3 separate regions of the Mus musculus genome follow, and all the other regions are linked to region 2. Evidence: chromatin contacts called from public promoter capture Hi-C and targeted proximity ligation data. All regions are on one chromosome and are shown on one strand. The core of a region is the stretch at or near the end of the contact, and the rest is flanking DNA. Distances in the headings are between cores, read along the strand shown. Region 1 holds the start of Gpha2 (glycoprotein hormone alpha 2). Region 2 holds the start of Capn1 (calpain 1). Region 3 holds the start of Majin (membrane anchored junction protein).

Evidence for each region. Promoter capture Hi-C pulls out the DNA fragments that hold promoters and counts their contacts.
Region 1: a targeted proximity ligation map of pancreatic cancer cells shows a contact between it and region 2. A contact is called at or near these places in 3 of 39 promoter capture datasets (the SN4741 cell line, liver and neural stem cells), 8 of 484 Hi-C or Micro-C datasets (CD4 T cells, CD8 T cells, Sertoli cells and 4 more), 2 of 130 datasets of targeted methods (extraembryonic endoderm stem cells and pancreatic cancer cells) and 3 of 9 other capture datasets (adipose tissue, liver and pancreatic islet).
Region 3: a contact with region 2 is called in a promoter capture Hi-C map of the SN4741 cell line, with 3 times the contacts expected there. A contact is called at or near these places in 1 of 39 promoter capture datasets (the SN4741 cell line), 1 of 484 Hi-C or Micro-C datasets (bone marrow-derived macrophages), 1 of 130 datasets of targeted methods (embryonic stem cells) and 1 of 9 other capture datasets (liver).

What each region holds. Positions count from the first base shown.
Region 1 is chr19:6,224,750-6,227,817 of GRCm38.p6, reverse strand. Gpha2 (glycoprotein hormone alpha 2) reads right to left here and starts at 1,417. Exons shown (of 4, transcript NM_130453.3): 1 at 1,393-1,417; 2 at 931-1,040; 3 at 663-847; 4 at 50-317. The coding sequence starts at 1,030. The coding sequence ends at 216. Ppp2r5b (protein phosphatase 2, regulatory subunit B', beta) reads left to right here. Exons shown (of 14, transcript NM_198168.3): 14 at 1-51.
Region 2 is chr19:6,013,603-6,017,003 of GRCm38.p6, reverse strand. It overlaps Capn1 (calpain 1), which reads left to right and starts at 1,757. Exons shown (of 22, transcript NM_007600.3): 1 at 1,757-1,898; 2 at 2,536-2,803; 3 at 2,939-3,008; 4 at 3,297-3,401. The coding sequence starts at 2,537. It overlaps Gm10814 (predicted gene 10814), which reads right to left. Exons shown (of 5, transcript NR_045783.1): 2 at 2,648-2,775; 3 at 1,192-2,135; 4 at 521-687.
Region 3 is chr19:6,182,714-6,185,852 of GRCm38.p6, reverse strand. Majin (membrane anchored junction protein) reads right to left here and starts at 1,508. Exons shown (of 11, transcript NM_001165919.2): 1 at 1,271-1,508.

The DNA of each region.
Region 1 (3,068 bases), core at 168-2,667, 210 kb before region 2:
GGTCTGCCCCCTTCACCTGGCTGGGGGCAGATTTAATAAAGAGCGAAACTCAAGCATTGCTTGCTTTATTGAGGACAGGAGCGAAGGAGAATGTAGCAAGGAGACTGCTGAGAGGGCCAACCTCATCTTCACAGACGATAAAGAGGGTCAGAGCCCCGAGTTTGAGATACCCATGACATGTCAGTGGCAGGACCGGAGCCTGAGCCCTTCGGGGACTAGTAGCGGGAGAAACGGCACATATCACACTGGCAGGCCCTTGCAGTAAAGATCTCAAGCTCCCCACGCTGGTTCCCCACGCACTGCAGCCACACCCTCACCTGTTGGAGGAGGACCCAAGTTTGTTCCCATTCCACCCCACCCTCACGCCCCCATCAGGTTCGAACCCCTGGGTCCTCACCCTCACACCTGGTCAGGTTCGGGCCCCTGGGGGTCCCCACCCTTATGGCCCGGTCAGGTTCGGGCCCCTGGGGGACCCCACCCTTACACCCCGGTCAGGTTCGGGCCCCTGGGTCCCCACCCTCATACCTGGTCAGGTTCGGGCTCCTGGGTCCCCACCCTCACACCAGGTCAGGTTCGGACCCCTGGGTCCCCACCCTCACGCTCCATCAGGCTCAGGCCCCTGGGTCCCCACCCTCACGCTCCATCAGGCTCAGGCCCCTTACCTTTCTGAGGCTGCTGATGGTGCAGCACTGGGAGGAAGAGGTGATGTTGTGCCGATAGCCACTGGCCACCAGCACAGAGTACCGGGAAGGGAAAGCACTAGACTCACAGTGTCCTACACAGGCCTGTGCCACGTGGGAGCCCTGGCAAGTGCCGAGGCGATCACTGCGCACCGTCACATTGAAGGCTGGAAGCAGAGAAGGGAGCAGCCGGTGAAGGCCGTGCTGGCCGGGTTACCCGTCCATCCGCTCCCCAAGCAGAGTTACTCACGGTGCAAGTGGCAGCCTGGGATGGCTGTCTCTGGGCTATGCCCTTCAGTGACTGCCAGGCCCAGCAGGCAAAGGAGCAAGACTCGTGGTGCCATGGGCATCTGCAAAGGACTGGGTGGGAAGGGAAGTCTTTGAAGTTGTGCCTCTCCACCAGCAAGCCAGGCTTCTGGGTCTCCTTATTGGTGAGGTGTGCTGGGTAGTGGTCTTTATCATCTCTGCCTTTGGTAGGAATGTGTGTGTGTGGGGGGGGTTGCTTCCCTGCCTCAGCTACTCTGGAAGGGTGTGAATAGCCACTTATATGTCATCCTATGCATTCTCCCCTGGAATGTCCTCACCATCTGCGGTACATATCAATTTCCCCATCTATGTGCCACTTTGGCTACAAGGCCCTGGCCCACCACCCCACCCTCCCTGGCTCCACCCCTCCCTTCCTGGCCCCACCTCCTCAGCCTCAGCAGCTTACCAGTCCAACAGCAACTGAAGACTCCTGGTGCCTCCTGCTGGTCTCCAAACTGGAGCTGGCTCTCCAGGCTTTTATTTGCTGGTGTTTTAGAGCCCCGCCCTCCCAGATATCAGATTTCAGGCCCCTCCTAGCCTGAAGCCTCCGCACAGTCCCACCTGGAGATCAGGGTCTGTGGTTTCTTCAGAATGCAGTCTCCACTGACATTTCCCTTTCTCTTTAGGCTGTCTAGTGCTGAATACTAGAGGGAGTGAGGCAGGCCCAGGAGTGGCCCAGTGTGACCTGTGGGCAGCTGGATTTTCTTCATCCTCTGTGAGCCTAGGCAGGACTCTTGCCTGATCAGCCATTCTCTGTTGAAAAACTACTATGTCTTTTAGTGATTACAAAGGAATGGGGCTGAAAATCAACTTTTTTTTGTTTTGTTTTTGAGACAGGGTTTCTCTGTGTAGCCATGGCTGTCCTGGAACTCACTCTGTAGACCAGGCTGGCCTGCTCTACAGAAATCCGCCTGCCTCTGCCTCCCAAGTGCTGGGATTAAAAGCGTGCGCCACCACCACCCGGCTTTCAACTTTTTTTCTTAAAAGACCATCTCATACATCTCAGGGGCAACCTTGAGCTTGGTCTTCCTTCCTCCTCCTCCTAAGCCCTGGAGTCACAGGCAGGAGCCACCATATTCATGCAGTTCATGCTGTGCTGGGGTCGAGCCCAGGGCCTTATGAATGCTAAGGAGGGACTCCACCAGGGGAGTTACATCCCCAGTCCAAGAACAAGATTGTTTTGTTCAAGGGCACCTAAGCTGTGCTTGCTGGCAGACTAGGGGTAGGGCCATTTCGGTCTCCCAGAGTCCTGGGAGTGCTTCCTTATCATGTGGCTGGTTGCAGAGTAGAATTCTGAGCTAGAAAGTCTCCCTAGTCCCTGGAATAGCAGGGACCAGTCTACATTAAAAGCAGAGCTGGACTCCAACCTCTGGCTCTGTTGAGTCTAACTCTGCTTACAGAGGAAAGGCGCCCTACTAAAAGCCTCATTCACATATCATACTATGGATCCATGGTGCTAAGTTACACCTAGGACAAGAATGTGACAGGTTGAGGGCTGTGGGTGTGGTTCTGTGGCAGAGCGCTTGCCTGGAAGCTTAGGGTTCTGAGTTCCATGTATTTTTGGCACCATAAAACAAGCAAGCAAGCAATAACAAAGCCCTTAGTCAACATTAGCTGGAGGTTGAGTGAAGAAGCACCCAGACCAAGGTCTGTGGTGATTATAGGCAGCCCCGCTTAGACTACTCACCTGCTTAGAAGAGTGGGACAACCCACAGCTGCCAGAGCTCGAGGGCTCCTCAGAGCTTTCCAAATCCTACCTCTCACTTTCCAGATAATCAGAAGGGGTAGCAGAGGTTCTTATGTTAGCTGGTCCCAGTCAGCACAGGCACGCAGATCTCCAGGCTCCGGAGCTGTGTCCGTCAGCAGCAGTAGTCAGTGAAGTTATGCTCAGTCGGGATTATAGTACAAATGTAGTAAACAGGGTTTGGGAGAAACTGATATGCCCATGTCGCTCACCCCCACCCCTACACCCTTGCTCGCCTTTAGTGTCCCCTGTTCAGGCTCCAGATCCTGGGTTGTCTGGCTCTCCAGAGCACCCTCCTTCTTCCTTTTCCCTATCAAAGGTAGAGACAGCCAAGCAAA
Region 2 (3,401 bases), core at 508-3,007:
CATCTAAACTAGCAGGGCTTAGTGGTAAATTCTGTAATCACAGCAGTTGAGAGGTGGCGGCAGGAGGATCCGGAGCTGAAGGCCAGTCTCAGCTACATACAGTTCAAAGTCGGCCTAGGCTACGTGAGACCTTATGTCAGGGAGGGAAGAGCTGGCGAAATAGCTTGGCAGTTCTAGAGGGCTTGCTGCTCCTCTAGAGGTGCTGGGTTCAGTTCGCAGCCTTCACATCAGGCAGCTCTTTGATTGCCTGTAACTCCAGCTTGTGAGGGTCTGAAACCCTCTTCTGCCCTCTTGTGCTTACTTGCATGCATGTGCACACATAAATAAAACAACAAAAATCTGAACCCCTGAATCTGCCTAACCCTGCCACTCTCCCCTCTTTTCTCCCCGGAGTAAGCAACACCCGCTACACCTCATGTCCTCTACCTGCCTAGGCTTTCTTCAGGCACCACCCTACCTCTCCCCCGCCCCCGGCCACGCGCATCTCCCCACCCTTGCCAAAGTTCCTGCCTTTACTGACACCTGCATTAGATGAGGCTTCAGTCGGGGAAAGTGTGTGGACCAACCCTTCCTCTCCATTAACCATGAAGGCAGAGGCGTCTTCATCAGCTCATGCCCAGCTGAGCATAACGCCCAGGTGCGAAAGTTAGACGCAGTCAGCTCTTAACTTTTGGAGTGTCGAGGTGCCTAGAATCCCAAGAAAAGCACCATCTATTCAATGAATGCTTGTCCATCTTATGTAGCTTGATCGGCCATGCTGTGACCTCTATAACTGTGAAGAGCCTTGGGACCGCTCCAATCCCTCTGCATCCTTGATGCTCCAAACTCTTGTAGTGCGCCCAGGGGGATCTGCAGGTCCTGTGTGAGCCTGCCCTGGTGTTCCGGGCCTCTGCTGCCCTCTCCCGGGTCAGGTAACCCCCACAAGGGAGCTGATCCCAGGTGCGCAGACCAATTACTTGAAAGAGAAGGCCAGAATGCTACACAAAGATTGGCTAAGGCCATTGTCCCTCTTTTTTTTCTGCACGGTTGGGGAAATCGAGGCACGGATTTACCTAAGGCCATGCAGGGTGTGCGCAAAGACCGCTAGGGCGGAGTGCTAGCTCTGCAGGCCTGCGCCCTAAGGTGAGGGGGTGGGGAGCTGGCTCAGCCCTACAGCGGGTCTGCGGCAGGGACCGGCCGGGGTGGGGCTACCGTTTGTCTAGCGTCCGGCAGAAGTCAGCTCTCATCCAGCCAGGGGCAGCTCCAGCAAGCAGTTGCAGCCACCAGAGGTAATCCCTGCTTCGCCGAGCGCCGGCTGGGCTGGAAGACAGCTGCAACCCAGAGGCACGCGGGGGCGCAGGAGGCGGGTGGAGGACTGTGTTGGCGGCGTCACTGAGCCGGATCGTCCCCAGTACCTTCCCGGAGGGCGACATAGGGTGGGGCCGGCGGCTCTGCAACTCGAGCTGCGGCCCTAGTTAAAAATACCCCTTGCCCTACCCTCTCTCTGGCCGGCGGTGCCCTTCTGTCCCAGTCCAACCCTTCTCACCCGGACCGGCGACCGGCTCCTCCCGGGAGACAACTCTGCCATTTACCAATTTGTCCTCTCGCAGAGCTGGCTTAGAGTCTGCAGAGGAAGGGGGCGGGGGGAGGGGACTGAAAGACACCCTAAGTAAGAGATAGTAAAAAAGTGTTGCGGGGGAGATAAGGGAGAGCCTAGAGGGAGCGGGGTAAGAGCCTCGGGCGTAGGTGGAGGACCAGGGAGGGAGGGACCAGGGCCGAGGGGCGGTGGAGGAGGGCGGGGAGGAGGGCAGGGAGGAGGGCAGGGAGGAGCGCTCTTCCTGGTTGGGCCCTGCCCTGAGCTGCCACCAAGGAAGCCAGCCCCAGGGACCGCAGCAATCTCCCAAACTCCCCTTCCCCAGGTAAGAAGTTGGGTGTCCAGACTACGACTGTTTGACCCAGGCCACTGCTTCTGGGGTTAGGGGGCTGTCGCTGATCAGCCCCTGCTTCAGGTCTTCTGTGTGTTTGCCTGAGGGTTAAGGGTCCGGAAGCAGCTCAACCCAGGCGCTCAGCTCAACCTGTCCGCTGTAGCTGGGCCAGTGTCCAGTGCTCTGATGTTCAGCTTGTGGAAAGGCATCAGTGCGTGGAGTTTTCAGTTCCTAAGCCGAGGAAAGGGGCAAATGAACTAGATGCTTGGCAGCTTTGTGGAGGGGAAGTTACAGGCAGGCAAATGGTGTCAGGGATCGTACCTGGAGTACCTCTGCTCTGCTGCTGTGGCTGGCCTCCACCCTATCCTACCTGCCTGGATGGCTGATACCAAACTGTCACCTCTGGGCGGTAAGAATAGGGAAAAGAGAGGTGGTGACCAGGATACCTAGAAACTGGACACCCCTTTCCAGATTCTGAGAGCCTAACAACAAGGTGGCTGAGAGTCCCAGGCACTGTAAAGGGAGCAGTGACCCATGTTTGGGGAGGAATGAGTCCAGGAGAATGTCGGCAGGCAGTTGTGTTTTATCCCTGGGAAGGCCTGCATCTCTACCAGGCCCATGTGTTCCCCAGGATGACAGAGGAGTTAATCACCCCTGTGTACTGCACCGGGGTGTCAGCCCAAGTACAGAAGAAGCGGGACAAGGAGCTGGGCTTGGGCCGCCATGAAAACGCCATCAAGTACCTGGGCCAGGATTATGAAACGCTTCGGGCAAGATGCCTGCAGAGTGGGGTCCTCTTCCAAGACGAGGCCTTCCCTCCGGTTTCTCATAGCCTGGGCTTCAAGGAACTGGGTCCTCATTCCTCTAAAACCTATGGCATCAAATGGAAGCGGCCTACGGTAAGAGGGCCACTCTGGGTGGAACTTGGTTCTGATGGTGGTGGGCAATGGGACTGGGCCCCCCCATTATTCGTGGTGTCTGGGTACCAGTTTCTAGGAGGGACTGGCCCAGGAACATGACCGTGGGTCTTGTAGGAACTGATGTCAAACCCCCAGTTCATCGTGGATGGAGCCACCCGGACAGACATCTGCCAGGGAGCACTGGGTAGGCCCCCAGGGGTGGGGTTCTGGGCGTTTGCCCCATTGTAGTTCTCCGTTCCCGTTCCATTGGGCACTGCCCCAACTCCTCCCTCCTGCAGGTCCAGACAGGTTTTGACTATCAGCATAGGTGCTGGTTCGCCCAGATTCCTGGGTCTTTTCTGTAAGCGGAGGGGAGATGAAGGGTACCCCACCCAGGGAATCCCTGGTGGCCCCCGGCATCCCACATACACAGCACCTCCCTCCCCTGGGCAGATCCGGAAAGCAAGCCTGATGAGGGTCTTTCCTATTCCAGGGGACTGTTGGCTCCTGGCTGCCATTGCCTCCCTCACCCTCAACGAGACTATTCTGCACCGAGTGGTTCCCTACGGCCAGAGCTTTCAGGATGGCTACGCTGGCA
Region 3 (3,139 bases), core at 259-2,758, 170 kb before region 2:
TGAAGAGTAATGGAGGCCAAATTCTAACATCAACTTCAGGCCTCGTACACATGTGAATACACATACACACACTACATATACATGAAAATGAAAAAAGAAAAAGAAATGTTAAAAAAAAAAAAGCAAACCCAGTTTGCTGAGAGATACCCGGTTACCTGAACACCTAACCAAAGACACACACACACGCCCTTCCTGGGGAAACAGGGGATTTTAGGAAAGAAATTTCTCCAAATATTTTTCTTTAAATATAATTGTTTCTATTATTATTTTGTGTATATCAGTGTTTTGCTTCTATATATGTCAGTACACCACATTGAGCCTGGTGCCCACAAAGGCCAGAAGAGGACATCAGATCCCCTGGAACTGAAGTTACTGATGGCTGTGGACCCCCATATGAGTGCTGGGAATCAAAATCTGGTTCCTCTAAGAGGAACCTGCGCACTTAATCTATGAGCTATTTCTCCAGCCCCAGAAAATATGTCAGTAGTCCATCCCTATGATCCTAGCACTCAGGGTGGAGGCAGGATCAGAAGTTCAAGGTCATCCTTAACTATGTGCTGAGTTTCAGGCCAGCCTGGGTTACATGAGACCCTGATTCCATGAGTATCCAAACCAAAAACAAACAAACAAAACAAACAAAAAATAAAGAAATGAACAAAACCACCAAGCAACAAAGACTGCAAAGCAAACCAAAACACAAGAAAAAAACAACAAAACATGTGACAGGAAGCATGTCAATGAAAAAGTCGTGTGTGTGTGTGTGTGTGTGTGTGTGTGTGTGTGTGTGTGTGTGTGCGCCGCTATTAAACCTGGGTTAGGGAGTAGTTAAAAGCCAGAATGAACACTTCCTTTGACTATCTGGAAGTTTCTGTACAGAAGGACTGGGTGGGGGCAGTGTCTGAGAAAGCTGGATCGGTGTCCTAGGCAAACATGGCACCACCCTGGACATGAGAGGGTTGAAGAGCACTCCTCACTAGCCCAGAAGACATAGCTCTCATCATCTCTGAGCTGGTTACCCTCTGGAGGCTCATGGCGGCCATTCCCTGCCACTGCCACCCCAGCTCTCCACCCTCTTCAAGCTTCCAGTCTGCACCAGTGCCCAGCCTGCCCTTCAAGGCCTTATAGCCAACGGCCGGGTTGGGCAATCCCCAAGCCAGGCCTCAGGGACCAGGGTCCTCCAGAGGCTGCGTGTGGGGCCCGGCCCAGAAACTTCCCTCCAAGGCGGAACCCGCTCAAAGCCCGGGGACACCAGCAGCGGGGCGGCGGTTACCTCAGCCTCGAAGCGCTCAGGCGCTGACAGCCACACTTGTCGCTCGCACACTGACTAGGGTTCCTCCAGCACCTCAGAAAGGTGGCCACGCTTGACTTTCTGCTCAGAAATCTTTTTTTTTTTTCCAAGAGAGGACGTCGAAGTCAAAAGACTGCGGGCCAGGGACTCAGGTTCTCGTCGGTCTCCTCTGAACTCGGCCTTTAGCTTGATGTGCACAAGCGAAGCCTTGGAACTTCCCGCCAAATCCTCCGCGCACGCGCAGATTTGAGGCAGGGCGGGGTTTCACAAAACTGAAGCCTGCGCAAGAACACCTAACTTCTGAGCGTCACGCGCAGCCTCATGACCTATCCCTTAACTACTATTATTGTTTCTTGAAAAAAACCTTTCTCGCGCCGGGCATGATGGCACACGCCTTTAATCCCAGCACTGGGGAGGCAGAGGCAGGCGGATTTCTGAGTTCGAGGCCAGCCTGGTCTACAAAGTGAGCTCCAGGACAGCCAGAGCTATATAGAGAAACCCTGTCTCCAAAAACAAACAAACAAAAAACCCCATTCTTGTGTGTGTGTGTGTGTGTGTGTGTGTGTGTTTTACAAGCAGCATTTTGCTTCCTTCCACCATGTAGGTTCTGGGAATGATGTGCCGGATGCCCAAGAGCGTTTTACACTGAGATTTACGCATGCATTGCTTTCTTCCCACCTGCGCACCTGCTCCAGTCGGGTAAAACTACTTTGAGGTCTCTCCTCTGTGCCAGGCACTCTCCATACACAGCACTGTGGTGTATGCTTGCCTTTCATCCTCATTGCCAGACCCTAGGGCAGATCTTTTGTAGTCTGATTTAATCCAACCAGGAAATGAAAGGATTTATGAAGTCAGGATGCTTGATCAGTCATGGTATTCTGCTTCCTGTTGGTCGGGTTTTATGTTCTGAATCATTAGGGAATTTGGCATCCTTGCCTACACAGCCTAGTGTGCTGGACTGGTGATGATGGGCCCGCATCTGTGGGAGATGGACCCATGGCTCTCCATTGTCCAAGCTCTGCATTTCTCTGCTTAACCTGCTGTTCCCTCTGTAAGGACTGTCCCTCCCCACCCTCAGCCCTTCCACATGCCTCCTCTTCATACTTAGAGCCATTAAGCACCTACTGGCTTAGGAAACTGGATCTCAGGGGTGGAGTTGTTTTATCTAAAGAGGACCTCATGGGCTGGGATGTAGCTCATTGGTTGGGTGCTTGCCTACCATGCACAAGGCTCCAGCGGCGCATATCTGAGCGGGTGCTGGAGCTCCCTGTAATCCTGCATTCAGGAGCAGAGGACCAGAGAGTCATCCTGGAGAACACAGGAGTTTGGGATACATGAGACCCTGCCTCTAAAAACAGAAGGCTGGTCATGGAGGCCCACCACTAATCCAAGTCAGGGGAGGCAGAGACAGGTAGAGCTGAGTTCAAGGCCAGCCTACTATCCTGTCTCCTTTAGCCTAAATATAAGCCTAACCATACCCTGATCCTTTGTTCACAGGAACTCCCAGGACAAATCCTGTCCTTGGAAAGGGGTGGGCTTGTAGGCAGGAGAGGCAGAATGGTAGATCAGAGATTCCATTGCTCTAATACCTAATACCCTGAAGACTCAGGATCCTCTTGAGACAGGGTCAGAATAGTTCATGTCTCCTTTAAGAACCCCTGCTGCCTATATAATCCCTAGGTCCCTAGAGCTGAGGGAGGAGCCTCTTTATAGCTTCACTTCCTACCACACCTAGGGCTCCTCCCCAGTCTCTCCCCGGCTCCCTCTGGGACTCCCAGGGCCAATTACTTGCCAGGCAACAGCCCTCTGCTCAGGAAAGCCAGCAGGCAGGGCTAGGGCCTGGCAGGGCCA